Regions from separate parts of the Danio rerio genome. Here region 2 is linked to region 1. Evidence: chromatin contacts called from public HiChIP or PLAC-seq data. All regions are on one chromosome and are shown on one strand. Each heading gives the region's core, a stretch centred on a gene start, on an enhancer-like site or on the middle of the called end of the contact. The rest is flanking DNA. Distances are from core to core; before and after follow the strand shown. Region 1 holds the start of dda1 (DET1 and DDB1 associated 1). Region 2 holds the start of plvapb (plasmalemma vesicle associated protein b).

Region 1 (3,276 bases), core at 478-2,977:
TTTCATCATAGGTGCCCTTTAAAAACAACATTAGCACTATTTATTTGACTGTGATGCTTTATTCACTACCTGCTAATATGATTTGACGATTTAGAATTGGCAATGAAGGCTTTTCCGAAATTACATTAAGGTAAAAGTCTGAATGAGTGAATATAAAACCTCAATCTGTTTTATACCATAAATCCAAATACCTCCTTTCACGCTCTAGAGCAGGGGTTCCCAAACTTTTCAGCCCGCGACCCCCAAAATAACAATGCCAGTGACTCGCGACCCCCAATATCCTCTGAGGTGGTTATAAATACAGAAACCTTGCATGCAATGACGCAGACACACCAATTAAATTTGTGTCAGTGCTTTAAATGTGCCAGAAAGTATAACCTGATGTTATAAAATCAAAACGCATCTGACGCTATTGCTGCCTTTAATATAATGTAATTACCCCAGGGGTTGCAATCCAATAGAACTAGTAACTATAAGCTACTATATTAACTATATAGTATAAAGTAACTATAAACGACTATTTTTATTTTCAGTATAGTTATGGATAAAATATGTTAATTCTTATGGTTTAATAAAAATAAATAGATTTTTGGAAATCACCAGGCGACCCCCCTTCATTGCCCCGCGACCCCTCGGGGGGTCCCGACCCCCACTTTGAGAACCACTGCTCTAGAGATCTACTGACCGATTAGATAAAGATACACCATTACTGTACTATTATCCATGACATAATTGCCCAACCATTACACCCATCATACAGATTTTAAGTAGTCAGAAAAGCATAGAGAAAAGCATGACGCACCAATGACAGAAGGAATCTTAATGACACTTATAATAATGTATAAATAATAAATAACCATCTTAATAATATATCTAAACAAATGAATATGCACCACAAACATTTGCTGAGTGAGTAAACTCAAATCCAGATAGAGGATGGTGCATGTCAACCTTTGGGCGTTGCCAGTCCAGTCCACGAGATGTGAGAAGAATACACGCCTTTTTAATCTTCCATTCAAGACATTTTAAAAACGAGTGATCAATACGACAGGGATAAAATAAATATACACACATATGCAGGTCGTGACTGTTCAACAAAAGCTTAGCCGAGTCTGGCTCACGCTTCTCAGCATGCTAACACGAGCTAACGCAGACATTAGCATAAAAAATGACATGTTTGGGGTTATTTAATGCTCATTCAAACACCAAAATGACTAATGACCATAACATAAAATATTTATATGTCTTTATAAAGACTACAGGTTTGTTTCAGGCTTTTTGTGCTAAGGAAAGTGGCTATGAAGTAGCCATGGGTGTTTGAAGCGGCCTAGCATGCTAACTCAATCACAGAAAGCAGCCTGTCAGCTAAAAATGACAAAAATCTTATAGGATATTTACAATTTAAGATGATATTCGGCGATCAGTCATGTAAAACAGCAGTTATAGTCAAGTGTGACGTGATAAATATTATATTGTGAGTGGAGAAACTTACTTTGTCCATGGTGAAGTCAGTTCAGTCCTGTAAGGTGTGTTTGTGCTCAGACAGGCCTGAAGTCTGACAGAAATCAGAGGATTGAAGCAGAAAGAGCAAACACAACTCAATATGACAATAGTGTGGAGGGACACATACAGATATTTGCGCGAAAACAACGAGAAACTGAAGTAAACAGCAGCTACACGCGACAGTTCAGCAGCTCAGCTCCTGCTAGCGCTCACAGACTGTCAAGCGTGCGTCCCTCTCTGTCTCTCTCTCTCTCTCTCTCTCTCTCTCTCTCTCTCTCTCTCTCTCTCTCTCTCTCTCTATTCAATTCAATTCAATAATTGCTTTATTGTCATTACAAATGTATTGCCAAAGTATTTATAAAGTTTACATAAAAAAGTAACTTACATATACAATAAAAAAACAGGTAGGTTGTAGGAAAAATATGATATTTATATGTAATTAAATTTAAATAATATATTATCTTATTCAATATAGCACATTATTATTTAATATATCATATTATTCAATCTATTATATTAGTCATACAAATCAAGAAAAAAAATAGATCAGAATACACTGTACATTTAACAATCAAAATCTTAGGATAAAACAGCAACTCTCTCTTGGTCTCTCTCACACACACACACACACACACACTCAATAAGCAGCAGTTGATTTTACAACAAACTGCAAAATGAAGTGCAAGAGGTAAGTGGACATTTCTGGACAAAATGCATAAATATTCTTTAAATAAAAAGTATCTAAGACATAATTAAATATGTATAGACTATTTTAGTTTAAAATTAAAATAATTAAACATTTTATTAAAATAAACAGGCATTAGAATGTCATTAAGGAAACAATCAAGTGAATATAGTGAAAAAAATGTCTATGTTAAAAAAGGGCTATGTTAAATTAATACCCAGTATGATTTGATTGGCTGTTTTGATTTGACTCTCATCGGCCACTTTATTAGGTACACCTGTCCAACTGCTCGTTAATGCAAATATCTAATCAGCCAATCACATGGCATCAACTCAATGCATTTAGGCATGTAGACATGGTCAAGAGGATCAGTCGCAGTTTAAACCGAGCATCAGAATGGGGAAGAAAGGTGATTTAAGTGACTTTGAACGTGGCATGGTTGTTGATGCCAGATGGGCTGGTCTGAGTATTTTAGAAACTGTTGATCTACTGGGATTTTCACGCACAACCATCTCTAGGGTTTAAAGAGAATGGTCTGAAAAAGAGAAAATATCCAGTGAGCGGGAGTTCTGTGGGTGCAAATGCCTTGTTGATGCCAGAGGACAAATGAGAATGGCCAGACTGGTTCCAGCTGATAGAAAGGCAACAGTAACTCAAATAACCACTTGTTGCAACAGAGATATACAGAAGAGCATCTCTAAACGCACAACACGTCCAACCTTGAGGCGGATGGGCTACAGCAGCAGAGGATCACACCGGTGCCACACCTCTCAGGAAACTGAGGCTACAATTCGCACAGGCTCACCAAAATTGGACAGTAGAAGATTGCAAAAACATTGCCTGGTCTTGATGAGTCTCATTTTCTGCAGGAGATTCGCATCATGAATGTGCAGCCGAAAAATCGGCAGCAACTGCTTGATGTTATCGTGTCAATATGGAGCAAAATCTCTAAGGAATATTTCCAGTAGCTTGTTGAATCTATGCCACAAAGGATTAAGGCAGTTCTGAAGGCAAAAGGGGTCCAACCTTGTACTAGTAAGTACCTAATAAAGTGGCCGGGGATGGTTTAACAGTTATATCAACAAGAC
Region 2 (3,276 bases), core at 524-3,023, 95 kb after region 1:
CTGCTCTGTTTCTGAATATTGGAGACTTTGGCACCCACGTTGTTCAGGTAGCTCTGGAACTTGTCCTCCACCTGCCGAGAGAGGCTGGAGCAGTTGGAGCGAATCCTGTCCATCTGCTCCTCCTGCTTGGGGCAGGTGAGGTGAAACGTGACCGAGTTGGTGAAGAAGTTGTCAATTTTGCTCAGGAAGGCAGTTGTGACCGTCTGGATGCCTTGCAGGGAGTCGGCAAAGTCTTCTTTGCACTTTTTGGTGTAAACATCAAGCTGAGATTTCAAATCTTTGTTTTCCTGTCTCAGTTTTATCACCTGGCTGTGGTGCTCGTTTTTATCCTTCACTGCGTGGTCCAAATCAGATTTAAGGTACTCCACGGTCTGGCTGAAGTTACTCTTCAGGATCCCATACAATGCCTTCTGCTGGTCCAGTAGAGTATTCAGAGTTTTTACTTCACCTGAGACGAAAAAAGAGGGAGATGCCTACAGGATGGTTTATTCGTGACATTAATTATTCATTGATTGGTTTATAGACTCACCACTCTGATTGGGGTTAGCTGGTGGACACATGAGGGGAGTATTTCGAGTGCTTGAAAGCTTCAATTTAGCATTGGCCTCGCATTGACTCTGTAAAACAGACAATCGAAATCAAACCTTTCATTATTGTTGGGGTTACAATTTTAATATACCTTAAAACACAGGTGTCAAACTCAGTTCCAAAAGGGCCGCAGCTCTGCACAGTTTAGTTCCAACCCTAATTAAACACACCTGATCAAACTAATCGAGTCCTTTAGGCTTGTTTGAAACCTACAGGTAAGTGTGTTGGAGCAGGGTTGGAACTAAACTGTGCAGGGTTGCGGCCCTTCAGGAATTGAGTTTGACACCCCTGCCTTAAAAAATGCCATAATATACCACCAAATGTACAATTTGACGGTAATCACATGAGAATAACTTCAAAATATCTTGGAATAAAATGACGGTTTACACTAAATGAAATCTCAATCGTCACAATTAGGACACAAGAAAGTTTTTTAAAGCCAGTGTACAGTCCAGGAAAGCTATATTGGACATTGGAAACATTCACATTATCGTCTTTCTTGTGTTTCAGGTCTTAACAAGCAAAATCCCAGGTTGTTAATCGAAATACCAAGCAAGCAAATAGAGTACTTACATTCAACCTCTGCCAGTTTTTGCTGCCGGCAATTGATATGTTAAGGTCAGTTTTCAGTTTCGTGATCTCCTTGTCTGCTGCGTCCTTCTCTCCGCTCTTCGTTTTGAGGGCTGTAGCGAGATCGGCTTTCTCCTTTCGCAGTTTGGTGTGGTCTTTGGAGAGCGTGTCGTAGGCCTGCTGTAGGTCTTCCAGCCTCTTCTCCTCGGCGGTCTTCTCTGGCTGTCCGTACACGAGGAAGAGCACCAAGCTGGCGATGATGAGCGACTGGATCAGAGACGAGAAGAAGAACACAATCCTCATGTAGTAGCCGCAGCTTTTCCCCTTTTTCGCCTTGTGGATTTTTTTGGCCTCCAGTCCGAACGTGGCCTGGGAGTAGCTGTTCTTGTACATATCTGCAGTCCAGTTGTGGGAAAGAGATGAACCTTCGGAGGACTTTGATTCTTGGAGCTTGTTGTGAAATGAAGCACCTGGTCAAAAGGTTAGCAAAATACCCCGCAGCACTGTCACACTTGTGGGTAGTCAGATGTAAACACTTCTAGCAGGACACAGGGCGGGATCTGTGTTTATAAACCCAGAGACACACTTCCCGCAGCGTGACTTTTTCCGGGCCCTCCCCAGGAAAGCTCCAGAGGTTACTCCAAGCTGAACCTGTGGAGATCTCCAGAGATAAACAAAGCATTGCTCCTCCCTTACTTTCCCTCATAAATCATCGAACCCTGACAGCCAACTTGGACCACCGTCACACATCTCCACAACACTTACTTCATAAGAGCTTTGCGTTAATAAGTTCTTGGCGTCCATGTGGCTGTTTCTCGATATTTAATAATGTGCTAATGAAATGTGATTTCAGCAGTCAATCTGGGATCGTCTACTTGAGCCAAGGAAAACAATGTTCCTGCAAAGGACAAAAGCATCTCTTCCTGGATCAGATCAGATACATAAACACACATGATCAAAACAGCCCATCTGACACGGTTTCCTGCAGAGCCACAGAGACTATCGGTGGAGTCGGAGGGACAACAATGGTGACCCGTCGTCATCCTCCTCGCAGGAATGAATAACAATCTCTCCCAGAAGTCCAGGAGGCGGCAGCACGTTTGATCCCGAGCTGACGATGACGCTCGCGGCTGACTGCGGTGTCTGGGAGAGTGTGAACAGGGAACACGAAGTAAGTCAGGGGTTTTCCTGCAGGCCATTGTCTCCTGGCCAATCCATCCTCAGCGGAAATAATTTACAGAGGCTTTCTGAAACTGACTAAAACGTTCTCACAAAATCCTGCCACAGATTGCTGATGAGCTTGAAGACAAAAACAGGAAGCTGAATCTGCAAAAGAAGGCAAACTCTGATGACTCTGGGTAAGAAAGATGAGCCGTGGTTATTACAGGACAACGGAAGACGTCAGGTCAGCGTCAAAATTTTGCACACACTTTCATTAGCGCTACCAAGTATTGTTTCGTTTTTTGACAAATTACACCAAAATAGAAGATGCAGTCATTGTGCAATTAATGTAAAGCAAGGCATAACTATAAGAAGTCCAGACACAGCAATATCAGCACCGAAAAACTTTTATAGAGCCCTAACTTTTTCATCATTCCCAAGCTGATGAACAGTACAACTTTGTGAGAAGACTTGCAAAGAACAGGAAGTGTGTGTTCTCTAATCATAGTCCTCTTTAAAGTTATGGCTCTTGGTTTGACAATGTCCAAGAACCAAACAATGTCATCCAGGTTTGAAACATGCAAGTAAATATCGGTAAACAAGAAGTAGTAGTCAAGCTATCGAGTAAAACGAATGTCATGGGTACATGGGTCCATGCAGACAAAAGGTCATAGTGAAAAAACAGGCTCTTCTGTGGCCTTGACGCCAAACAACATAGGGCTTTTTGGAAGCTGTATTTGTAAGTGGTGAGTTTAAAGACTCTTTCTAAGAATTTAGCATCTTATTTAGGTTTTTCTTTCAGCGCTGTTTACCACCAAAACAAAATACTTCTCGGAATTGAGGAGGTTGCAGAGTGAAAAAGGTTAATGATCATTAACACAATAAAGGAGAAAAAAAACATGACCTTAATACTCTTCCGACTATTATCTGTGAGCTTTAGAGCTGCTCAATAGCAGG

The links. HiChIP or PLAC-seq counts read pairs in DNA pulled down with a chosen protein or histone mark.
Region 2: an H3K4me3 HiChIP or PLAC-seq map of gastrula embryo shows a contact between it and region 1, with 4 times the contacts expected there. The contact joins the promoter of plvapb here to the promoter of dda1 in region 1. A contact is called at or near these places in 1 of 18 Hi-C or Micro-C datasets (an unstated tissue) and 2 of 4 datasets of contacts at active chromatin or transcription factors (embryo and gastrula embryo).

What each region holds. Positions count from the first base shown.
Region 1 is chr11:6,078,885-6,082,160 of GRCz12tu, forward strand. dda1 (DET1 and DDB1 associated 1) reads right to left here and starts at 1,728. Exons shown (of 5, transcript NM_213127.1): 1 at 1,493-1,728. The coding sequence starts at 1,501.
Region 2 is chr11:6,173,904-6,177,179 of GRCz12tu, forward strand. plvapb (plasmalemma vesicle associated protein b) reads right to left here and starts at 1,774. Exons shown (of 5, transcript NM_001030244.3): 1 at 1,162-1,774; 2 at 530-617; 3 at 1-448. The coding sequence starts at 1,551. The region is part of intron 1 of LOC141376513; the gene reads left to right.